3 separate regions of the Zea mays genome follow, and regions 2 and 3 are each linked to region 1. The links are chromatin contacts, called in public Hi-C maps. All regions are on one chromosome and are shown on one strand. The core of a region is the stretch at or near the end of the contact, and the rest is flanking DNA. Distances in the headings are between cores, read along the strand shown. Region 1 holds the start of LOC100193721. Region 2 holds the start of LOC103643388 (apomucin). Region 3 holds the start of LOC100280288.

Region 1 (3,919 bases), core at 624-3,123:
CTTCTCGAACTGGAACTTATGCGGGATGATGGAGCTGTACGCGAAGCAGGGCTTGAGATGGTAATCCAGCTGCACGTAGCTCAGCCGTAGGGCTCTGTTGAAATGGCTGGTGCTGGAGTCCCATTTCTCCTCCCGCAAAATATCTGCCCACTTGCTTCTGTCGTTCTCCTGGCGCAGTCTAATGGTGTATCCCAAGCTTGCTGCTATGAAGGGTACACCCCTGCACTTGCGTAGAACTTCTTCCTTCAGTCTGCCAAAACAAACATTGTCTTATTGTTCTACCCAAAATGCGTTTAGGGGCCGTTTGGACCCTTTAATTTTAATAGAGTAGGCTATTAGTTTAGAATTTAACATTTTACCACTTTTTAAAGTTTAAATGTAAGCCTATCTCAAAAATACGTTGTGGAGAGATGGAAACCGATTTTATATATCTTCAGACTATATTTACTCTACAATTTATAACACATTCTTCGGCTCGCTTCTCTATATTAAAAATATAGCACATAAATATACTCTCTCTCATCTGACAACAATGGTATAAACAAATATATTAGTCTAAAATTATAATAGCTTAATCGACTCATGCCTAAATTATAATTATTAGAATGAAATTCAATTATAAAGATCTAAAGCTACAAAATAAAGTAAAGTTGTAGTGAGGATTTGAGAAGTACCTTGTGTCGTCTGGGACATGTGCATGATGCTCCGTGCCTTGGGCGCACTGGCTGAACAATGACAAGCAGTCCTCTTCTTCCAGACGCTGCAACCTGTGCGGGCCTAACGTACGAACAAGCCCAGCAACATTCTCGCTCCTCGTCGTCACTATGATCTTGCTTCCTGGAGCACCGCTGAGGAACGAACGCTTGAGCATGTCCCAGTCCTCCCAGCTCTCGTTCCAGTAGTCGTCCAGGACGAGGAGGTACCTTCTCCCTCGCAGCAGCCGGTCCAGGCTCGTGTGGAGGGTGTTGAGGCTATGGCTTTGAAATTGAGAGCACTGTATGGATTCTATGATAGATGAAAAGATCCTTTCTATGCTGAACTGATGTGTCACATGAACCCACAGCTTCAGCTCGAAGTGCTTCGCCACACGCTCGGCCTTGAGGACCAGCTGAGCCACGGTTGTCTTCCCGATGTAGGCCTCCCCCACGATCGGCAAGACCGCCACGACATTGCCGGGCTTCGGGTCAGGTCGAAGAAGCATCTCTACGATCTTCTCCTCATCGCCGTGTCTACCGCACACCACGGTCGGAGGAAGCAAGGAGGTCCGCTCGTTCCCGCCACCATCACATGGCTGACCATTCTGCGCTTGGAGGTCCAGGAGCATCTCTTGTATATTTCTGATGCCATCAATCCTGTCGGCAAAATCCTTGAACTTGTTCTCCATATTATGCCTAAACATCGCGCGTGAAGGATTCAAGACGGTAGTTACGGTGCTGTTACGCAGACGGGTGGCGGGACGGATCACCTTGCGGCGCTGGACCTCGTAGCAGTACTCGTCCAGCGCCTCCGACCCTTGGTAGCTGACGTCTTTCAGGCTGGCGAAGAACGCCTCCTCCGACGCGGACAGCTGCGTCTTCTTCTCGGCGGTCCCGAGGGCAGCTTGGATCATGCCCAGCTTAGAGACTAATTGCTTCCTCCCTTCCTCGAGATGGCGTTCAGACTGCTCCTCCTTCAGAAGGTACACCATGACCTGGTAAAGGGATTGCAGAAAGGCCGAGAGCAAAGCGTCATCCATCGCAGCGGATTGAGCTGCCTTCCTGAGGTATGGAAATGGAAGGACGTTCTGCTCTGCTATGCTCTCCTCTCACGACACGAGGTATGGGAATGGAAGGATGCTCGACGGTGCAGGAAGGAGAGAAGATGGCTGCAAATGCGTAGGGACCTCACCTCGTAAATAGAAAGCTGTGACCTGTGAAGGGAACGCTAACGAATCAAAAACGAGTGAAGACTTGGAATTTGTCCACGCAAGGTCAATTCTAAACAGCCAAGACCAAGACCCACCGTGCTACGTACATACGCAGTCGTGCTATGTATATACACAGTCTCGTTCATAGTTTAGCAAATGGTTTCGTTCATTCTATAACGATTCATTATCTTCTTTTTTTTAAAAAAAACTTGTGCTATGTACAGACGCAGCCGTGCTATGAGCTACATTGTTCTTGCACAAGGCTCTACATTGTTTTTGCACAAGGCTAGGAAAAAAAATAGGTCATACTAAGGTCTTATTTATTTTTCTTCTAGATTATATAAGCTGAATTATAGCGTAAAGATATAAAGATAAAATATCACTTTGAGACTTTAAATAACCTGAATAAGCTAACGTTGGATAGCTTATTTCAGCTTATTTGTGATTATAAAATGATATTTTATCTTTATACTCTTCCATCATAATCTAGCTTATATAATTTAAGCGAGAAATAAATACACCCTAAATATCATAATATATTGATCCTTCATGAGACCTTAGTTTTATCGGTGCTGCCATTCTGAACGTTTATGCTTTGGAGACCACCTCATTGCGCATACAAAATATCCAGTTGCTTGAGGCCGATGTTCAATCATCACAACAAGTGGAACAAGTTGGACTGTAAAAAGACAAATCACAACTTTCAGATGCTGACACACATTAATGGCAGCGATATTTTAACTGTTTTGAGATGCTGTCACGCAACTAGAATAGTCCTTCACCAGGGGCGGATGTAGAATTTTTTACTAATGATGTCACAGTGCAATTGATGTGTAAAAAATGTTCCAATTTCAATTCAATATGTACTACCATATAATGTAATATTAAGTCAAAATAACATTATTTAAACAAAGTCAAGATTTACCTCTCATAGAAGCATTCTGCGGGCGATTCTTCATCTTTTGAAAGCGATCAATTATAACAGCATCGGAAATTGTAGCTATCATGGCAGGCTCAACAAAGCAAATGATACAGTCATTCATAAACTGATTACCAATGCGATTACGTAGTATCGTCTTCACAATTTTCATTGCAGAGAAGCACCTTTCAACAGATGCAGTAGCAACCGGCAAAACAAGTGCTAGCTTTAGAAGACGTAGACCAGAGGAAAAGCAAGATGCTTCTTTGTGCCCACCATCAATTTAGCAAGTTCAGTAATAGTATTCAGATTAGAGAATCTTTCATCAGCTTGTATATTGTCAATGTAAATTGGAAGTTCATGAGCAAGATCCTTCAATTGCTCTGGACTGAAATCATCGAAATAGTGCTTAGCTAATTCCATTAAGCTCTCCAAATTGAAGTTGCCAAAAGAATCCTTCAGGCTAAGAGCAGCCATGTAAGTTAGCAAATTAGAATTTGTTTCACCAAAGCGATCATTGAACTCAATGAGTAGCAAGTCAATAACTGAGTTTAAACAATCCCATCTATAATGTTGATAGTTAGTTCGATTTGACTTTTTCCTTGGTTTATGGCGATCAATGTACTCCTCTTCCATGTCCAACTTTGGAATATCATGCTGTTCACAAAATGAATATATTGTCTTTATCAAAGATTCCCAACCGTCATCTCTAATTTGTTGAAATTTTTGCTTTGTTAATTTTACCTCTGTCATGGCCTCCAATATATCCTGATCCTTCCTTTGTAAACAAAGTGATAGAGAATTTGCATAGCCCAGGATCATCAACATCATGTGTAAATGAAACACAAAATCAAAATCCTTGAGATAATCTAGTAGCCCACGAGCTTGGCGTCTCTTTTTGTCATTTGGGCCATGCTTTTCCACATATTCAAGAACCTCAATAACAGAAGGAAACAAGCTATTAAGACTCTTGAGAGTCTTATAGTGAGAGCACCACCGTGTGTCTCCAGGTCTTTGAAGAGATTGTTCTTGGTTCAATCCTGTTCCAGTACTAATCTGTCCACTGCCTATTGCTTTTTTACTCTATCTTGTTG
Region 2 (3,919 bases), core at 1,023-3,522, 230 kb after region 1:
CACAGGCGCCTCCGCCGCATAGACTTCCTTCACATCTTTCCCTGCAACCCACAGAGGACAGAGCTCGATCGTCTCGTCAGCTCCGCTAATGGCGAGTTCGTTCTGCAAAAAACAAAAAAGTTCAATTGTTCCAATGTACCTGTTGCTGTGGTGGGTTGCACGGTCTCCGAGACCCGCTTCCCGCCGGTGAGCGACGCGACGGCCTCGCGCGCTTTGGTCACCACCTGGCCTGGCGCCGGCACGCGCTGCGCTACCGTGCCCCCGACGTCCTCCTTGCGGCGCTGCACGGCGCCGGAGATCGCCTCGCTGAGCGCGCGGTCCTCGTCGCCCGGACGGAGCTTCTCGGCGATGTACCCCGTGACGGTCGTTCCTTTGGACTGCCCGCCGGCGCCGGGGGTGGCCGTCGCGGCGGCGTCCGTGTCCTGCTGCGCGTCGGCTCCCGGCGTCGCCGTGCTGGGCGACTGTGTGGCCTGCTGCACCTTGCCCGCCACGGCGGTGCCGACGCCGGCGACCTTCTCGTACACTGTGCTCGCCAGCTGCTTGCCGTACTCCGTGGTGCCCGCAGCCGCGGACTTGACCTTGTGAGTATAGCCCGCCGGCCCCGACGCGCCGTTGGCCGCGTCCGTGGCAGCCGGGGCGCCTTTCCACTCCTCAACGCCGGTGTCCGATACCGGCGTCGCCTCGCTGTGTGCGCCTTCCGCCTTGGCCGAGCCCTCCTGCGGACGGAGGTTGGGCGCGACGGCAGTGCCGACACCGGCGACCTTCTCGTAGACGGTGGACGCCAGCTGCCTGCCGTACCCAGTGGTGCCCGCGGCCGCCGACTTGATCTTGTCGGTGTACCCTGCGCCTCTCGTCGCATCCGTGGCCTCGGGGGCCGCTCCGCGCTCCTCCGTGCGGGTGTTCGACGCCGGCGTTGCCTCCGTGCGTTCGTCGCCGCGCTTCCCCACGCCCACAGCCGTGGTGACGCCGGCAACCTTCTCATACACCGTGCTCGCTAGCTTCTTGCCGTACTCCGTGGTGCCGGCAGCCGCGTTCTTGAGAGTGTCCGTGTAGCTAGCGCCACCGCCACCGCCACCGTCCGCACCGCGCACCGTGTCCGCGGCCTTGTCTTTCCACTCCTCTGCTTTGGCGCCTTTCTTGCCCGCGCCCACGTGCGTCGGGTCGTCGGATAAGCTCATGGTCTCAAACTGCCGCACCACGGGCGTCGTACCTATGTCCTCACCCTCTGCAGATTAGCACATCGACGAGAAGGAAACGTGTCACTTGCGAGCGCAACACGAGTAGAGTGCCAAACAAAAGATGGAACAGAGTGCCATGATCGAGTTCGAGTCGGCGTGTGCCATACCTCGCGCGGTGGGCGTCGTGGAGCGCGGCGCGGCTGGATCCTCGACGACGGGGCCGCCGATATCACCGAGCCGCACCCTAGGTGCGGAGCCGTCGCCCTCCACCTCCTGCACCGCCGGTGTCCACGCCGGCTGATCGTACTCGGCGATGAGGTCCTGCACGGCGGGTGCCCTCGCCGACTCGTACACTGCAGACGGACGGATCGCGCAGACACGTAAGTACACAAAGACTTCTTGTGACCGAATCAGCCTAGCACCCGGTGCCGATTAACAGGTAGGAGCACTTACTCGGCGCGCCGTGCAGCTCGGGGTTGGGCTCCGGCTCCATGACGAGGGGCTTGTCCTCGACATCTTCCATGTAGCCGCCCTTCTCCAGCGCGGCCTCCCTCTCCGCCGCGTCCTCCTCCGCCTCCTCGCTGCTGTCGCTGCCGGCGTCCGCGTCTCCCATGCGCTCGCCGCCGCCGTGCTCACCGTCGTGGCCGTGGCCGTGGCCGGCGAGGGTGTTCTTGATCTTCTTCACCTTCTCCTTCACCTTCTTCAGCACGGCCGGCTTGTGCTGCTTCTCGTCGCGGTGCAGCTGGGCCTGGGCCTGGGCCCCGGCTCCTTCGTCCTCAGCTGCACGCGCGGCATCACAGAGTAAGGTGAGAGAGAGGACGCGTAGTTCTTAGTGCATACTAGCGATCGACTGGGTTGGCCGGCGGGGTCGTAGCTTAATAATAACTCACCTTCGCCGATGTTCCGGAGGCCGAAGTCATCGGGGACTTGCTTGCGCGCGAACATGGCCGGAGCGTCCATCGCCGTCGACGTCGCGACACAGAGCCGCTGTTTTTGGGATCGTGATCGGTGGTCCTGAATATCTGGCTGCTTATAGCGAGCTTGACTGGCAATGGCGAGAGTTGGTGCGTGGGTTGAGGGGTGCTCGACGATGAGGAGGATATAATAGGAGCGGGCCGGGGAGGCGAGGGCCACCTCGACGCACACGTGGTTTATGGCCGGGAGGGCAGGCGGACGCGTGGCGGGTGCAGAAACTGCCGTGCTTCGGTTGGGCTTGGGCAGGGAGAAGCGACTGGAACTTTGGAATGGGATGATCACGCTTGATGAGATCTCGTGGTCTCGTGGCCCGTCAGGTGGCGGCCTGGCGGGGCATGGGCACGCCGGTGGGGGGCATGCAACCCCACCGTGCCGCGTCGATCCTTTGCCTGCTTCAGTGCTTCTGCTTGTCGGCATACCGTATTTGGATGTTTGGATGAGGCCGGTTGAGGTGTGCACCCAGACCCTGATTTCTGCTCCTGGGACTCTGGAGGCTGCCTGGCTCGGACCTGGCCCCTGGGATAACTTTTCTCTCCTATCCGAGGCGGTCTATTGATCTATTCCATTCACTTCGCTTGACCAATTTCTGATGTGGCCTCTGGGCTGTGTGTGCCTGTGCACAGCCTGTTTGACTTCACTAGACCGTTTCTCCGGTGGGCTGTGCCTGTGCGCGGCCTGCTTCATGCGGAATTCTTTCTTCTTTGATGACATGTATGGGGAAATCTTTCTGTACTCCCAATTGCGCTCTTGTCTTGGGTGCCAGGGCCACTGCCACTGCTTCAACTTCAAGTACAAGTACCGGAGCACCAGGGTACGCCGGCCGAATATTGCATCGGAGTCACCCACGGAATAGAGCATGACAATATCTATGATCAAGTAGAATTGAACTTGAACATAGCGAAGCTCTTCCACGAGTTTTTGCTCTGCATATGTGCCATTCGTTCTGACATTTATATGAATTTTTATGCGTCTTTTTGACATAGAAGATATCACAACAAATTAGAATTCTAATATTAAACAAAAACATCTTACCAAATGATTTAAGACTAAAAATCTCAATGATGAATATTTATTCGGGCAGATAAGTGACGGGTACGGATATTATTTGCCGGATACATGTGGATACTTGATACTTGTTGGATAATGCATGAATTGCTTATTTATTAACTAGAATCTAGTTCGCGTGTAAGACAGTTGCACCAGGAGTATTGTATAGGCCATAAATCAGTATGACAATATAGTCCATGTCCAACACAATAGTTCGACTGTAATGACAAAATTCGAATCACATAATAATCTAATATAGCATAGGATATTTTTTTTCAAATGACATAAGATAGTCTAATGCGACATAAGATAGTACAACACATATGATATATAGTCTTTAATAAGATATGGGGTATTGGAGTTGATATGTGATGTATAGTCTGCTACTTTGATGTAAACTAGACATTATTTAAATAATTTCGACATGAATATGTTCATACAAAAATGTAATGTGCTACAAAGTTGTAGATCTCTTCAAGTTATACAACTTTCATGTAAACTATCTTTGTCTGAGTTCATATGTAAAAGTTATGATTATATAAAATATTATACAAGAAAAAAATGGGTACCCGAAATCCGGGTAACCGTATTTGACCTGATATCCGGATATTTACCGGGTAGTTCTCGTTCCGAATCCGACCCGAATTTGAAGCTGTCCTATCTGGGTACTAGTTGTATTCGTCCTAAATATAAAAGTAACCAAATTTGTATATGAAAAA
Region 3 (3,919 bases), core at 628-3,127, 130 kb after region 1:
ATTTGTGTGTGTTGCTCCCCAACCTTACTCTTGTGCTTTCATTGTGATCTTTGTTGTAAGGGTGAGAGACTCCAACTTGTGGAGATTCCTCGCAAACGGGAAAAAGAGACAAGGAAGAAAAGTCGTGGTATTCAAGTTGATCATTGGATCACTTGAAAGGGGTTGAGTGCAACCCTCGTCCATTGGGACGCCACAACGTGGAAGTAGGCAAGTGTTACTTAGCCGAACCACGGGATAAAAATCGTGTGTCTCTTGTGATTGCCTTCTTTATTGATTGTCTGTGTTCGCAAGAGCTCACAGACTTGATTAACTTGCACTAACAACTAAGTTTTGTGGCTATTAGTGTTGAATTTTACAGGATCACCTATTCACCCCCCTCTAGGTGCTCTCAAAAAATGGCTTAACATGCTGTGCTTGGGCCATTGGTTAAACATAATATCCAGTTAGGCTTGACTCGATGGCTTAAGGTGCCATGTTTGTCCTGGGCCTGTATCATATCGGGCTAGGTGAGTCAAATGGCCATGTATAATGGAACACATTTAGGTCCTACTTGGTAGGATTCCTCTATGGAAGAAACTATTTAGAGCTGTTTTAGTAAAAAATGAGTCAAAATTATTTTTAAAGGGGCTATAGATTGTGTCTCCTACAAAAAGGCTCCAACTCCTTCAGAGAAGCCCTTGAACAGAAACCCTAGCCCTCCATCAGCATACTCATCCCTATCTCTTATTTCAAACTCCACTCTATAAACAGTGCAGTCTACAGTGCAAAATAGACCAGATCGTGCATATAGCCACGTAAAACATGTTTTGCACTATAAACTACACTGTTTATATAGTGTAGTTTGAAATAGGAGGTGTGATAGAGAGTTTGCTGGAGATAACCTTAGAGTTAGTATACATGCAAAAGACTTTGGGAGAGAATTTGTTTAGGGGTCTTTAGGGTCAACACATTAAGGGCTAGTTTGGAAACTCAGATATTTTTAAGATCCCTATCTTTCCTAGGTGAGTAGGGGTGTTATTTGAATACGACACTTAGGGCTAGTTTGGAAACTTAAATCTTCTTCAAAATTGGACGGGATTGAGATGGGAATGAGCTAATTTCTCTTTTAATTCCCTCTAATCCTGGAGGAGACATGGGTTTCCAAACTGACCCTTAGAACTATTTTGGAAACCTAAATCCTTCTTGGGATCCCTTCCATTTTTAGAGTAAAGATCCACTTAGGTAAGATTTGAATAGGATATTTAGTTATTTATGGGGTTTCTCTCCCTAGGTTTTCTCCTAATTTCCAAACTAGCTCCCTCCCTAGGTTTGTCTTCGCTGATTATTCATATACCATTTTAAAGGTGGAGAAGATAAAAAAATATGTTTTTCGATCAAGGGGGTTAAATAGGGATTCGATGAGAGTTTAATAAAGAGACTAAGGGCTAGTTTAAAAATATAAATCTACTCTAGGATTTTGAGGATTGAATGGAAGTTAATTTAATTTCCTACTCAATTCCCGGGAATTCCGAAAGGGAATTATATTTTTCTCTCGAGAGATTCCCATTTTTCTAAAAAAAAATAAATTCATTTTACTTGGAAAAATGAAAATCCTTGAAAAATAGGGTTGCCAAACTAGCTCTAAGTCTAGTTTGACAACTCTACTTTTTCAAGTGTTTTCCATATTCCAAAAAAAAACTATTTTTCTCTTGAGAAAATAAAAATAACTTGAAAAAAATGGGAAAGTAGCCCTAAATAAACGTTTTCCTTCTGCCGAAAATGTTTCCTCATGAGTGGACCGACACTTTGTAGAAATTCGCTCAATAGCCCGGCTGACGTCACTAATTCACCCTCTCTTTCCGGCCGCCGCCACGGGCTCTCCATGGAACGGCTCAAATCGGCGGTGCCGCCCGACCTCCGGCGGGCCGTCGGCGAGGGCACGGCCGCCGATCTAGCTAACACCACCTCTCGCCTGTTCGCCTTCTTCGACAGCCTTCCTCTCTTCCACCAGGTAACCACCGCCACCCTACCCTTTAGTTTATCGATTCCCCTCTACCCAAGGAGACCTGAGCTTGGCTGCTAGGTCGCTGGGTCTGAATGGCTGTTTCCGACTGCAAGGTTATGCAAGAACTGACCGACCCCGAGCTTGCGTTGTGTCGCAAAGACAAGGTGAAGGCTGTAGAGTTGAAGGGCCACGGCAACGCGTGCTTCTCTAGGAGGGAGTTCGGGAAAGCTCTCAGGTTCTATTCGCAGGTTTGCGCCTACTCATTTGGAACGTGCGGATTTAATGTTCACATTGGTTGGTCGAAATTACGTAATGGCTGTAAAGCTGATTGATATTTTGTGAAATAAGAGTCAGGTGGTTCTTAAATCGAACATCTTTGTTTGTTGCTGTGTCAAGAAATCATATTAACGGGATGGAACAGTTAAAATAATCACAGAATAAACGGTATATATCTGCAACATTGGGATTGGTTGGTAAGCTTAAATGAGTCTAATGTTTCAGTGTTTCACACCAAATATACAATCTTTTGGATTTAACACTTAAAAAACAGATGTCTCTGTAGCTATGATTACAATTTTTTTTACCTATTGTAACACCAAAGTTAAGCAGTTGTGCAATCATGCTAGAATTTGCAGTTCATTAGATAGAAAAACTTATCAATTGTGGCTAGTTCATTATACTTTTGTAACTATGATTATAAAGAATCCAGTAGCTAACTTCTTTCACCAAGTTCAGAAGCAATTGTATTTTTCACCATTGAAGTTTGTGGACAGTTAGAATGTTAAAATAGTGGCATATTTACACAACTGATCCCCATCCATCCATTTGTAATGGTGGCTGATTGTTGAATATTATATCATGACAATAACAGGTTGTTTAAATTATATCTTGCAGGCATTGCGCCATGTCCCAATTAATTCGGGTGGCATGGATGTGAACTTGGTATCTTCATTATATGTCAATCGAGCCTCCACCATGCATGTTAGTCTTCCATTTACTTGTTTGCAGAATATGAACAGTGGACAACTTGGTGCCATTTTAGATTTTTAGTATTGAGTTCGATAAGTATTTGAGTCTGTTAGGCTGAAAATAGGACGTGAAGATATACTCATGGCAGGTGGATAGCAGAACAAGTCTATACCCACAGTTCCACAGTTTGAGTCAGTTGGTCAAGATTTTTGAAAAAATTGAAAAGCTGGAATTGATGTACTAAATGTGTTTTCTGCTACTATTTATTTCTATCACTGAAAATAATATTACTTTGTCCTTTTGGCTGAAGAGTTTCTGTATTCTAATCATTTTTTTCTCAACTATGCAGAAATTAGGTCTGTTCGAAGAATCTCTAAGGGACTGTGACAGGGCCATAACCATTTCTCCTAATTATTCTAAGGCATGACATTGCTGTTTTACATAATTATACTGATGTCTCTGTTTTGTATAATTCAAGCAAAGCATGGAAGCCACTCTTCTCATTTTGCCTATTTTTGCATTTCAGGCTTGGTACAGGAAGGGAATGGTAAAAACAGCGCTCAAGAATTATTCATCTGCAATACATGATTTAGAGGTGGCATTGAGCCAGGAAGTGACTTCTTCGGGGAAGAGTAACATAGAACAAGAGCTGAAGTTGATTTTAGAGAAGCATGAAAGTGTCAATGAAGCTGGGACATCAAACTGTGATAGCAAGGATAGAGATTTGCCTCTTGCAGGTTAGAACTTCTTATGCATACTTTGTGCAGTCCATGCTATTTTCTTCTATGGGATGCGTACTTAACAACAAATATTGTTTGACTAATTGACAGGACAACCTCATAAAATTGTTATAGAGAGTATTTCAACACCAAACAAAGGTAGAGGAATGATTTCTACAGATGATATCCCCCCAGCTTCGTTGATTCATGTTGAGGACCCTCTTGCTGCGGTATAACTAAGACCCAT

What was found. Hi-C and Micro-C count contacts between places; a contact is called where the count stands out from the background.
Region 2: a contact with region 1 is called in a Hi-C map of bundle sheath, with 4 times the contacts expected there. The contact joins the promoter of LOC103643388 here to the promoter of LOC100193721 in region 1. A contact is called at or near these places in 2 of 25 Hi-C or Micro-C datasets (bundle sheath and leaf).
Region 3: a contact with region 1 is called in a Hi-C map of tassel, with 5 times the contacts expected there. The contact joins the promoter of LOC100280288 here to the promoter of LOC100193721 in region 1. A contact is called at or near these places in 13 of 25 Hi-C or Micro-C datasets (bundle sheath, ear, endosperm and 4 more) and 1 of 3 datasets of contacts at active chromatin or transcription factors (leaf).

Annotation. Positions count from the first base shown.
Region 1 is chr1:230,911,818-230,915,736 of Zm-B73-REFERENCE-NAM-5.0, forward strand. LOC100193721 reads right to left here and starts at 1,874. Exons shown (of 2, transcript NM_001358872.1): 1 at 675-1,874; 2 at 1-250. The coding sequence starts at 1,735. It also overlaps the pseudogene LOC109942127.
Region 2 is chr1:231,142,816-231,146,734 of Zm-B73-REFERENCE-NAM-5.0, forward strand. It overlaps LOC103643388 (apomucin), which reads right to left and starts at 2,273. Exons shown (of 5, transcript XM_008666551.4): 1 at 2,069-2,273; 2 at 1,632-1,958; 3 at 1,346-1,531; 4 at 140-1,225; 5 at 1-41. The coding sequence starts at 2,138.
Region 3 is chr1:231,042,893-231,046,811 of Zm-B73-REFERENCE-NAM-5.0, forward strand. LOC100280288 reads left to right here and starts at 1,878. Exons shown (of 14, transcript NM_001153216.2): 1 at 1,878-1,990; 2 at 2,098-2,232; 3 at 2,879-2,965; 4 at 3,303-3,374; 5 at 3,480-3,690; 6 at 3,784-3,902.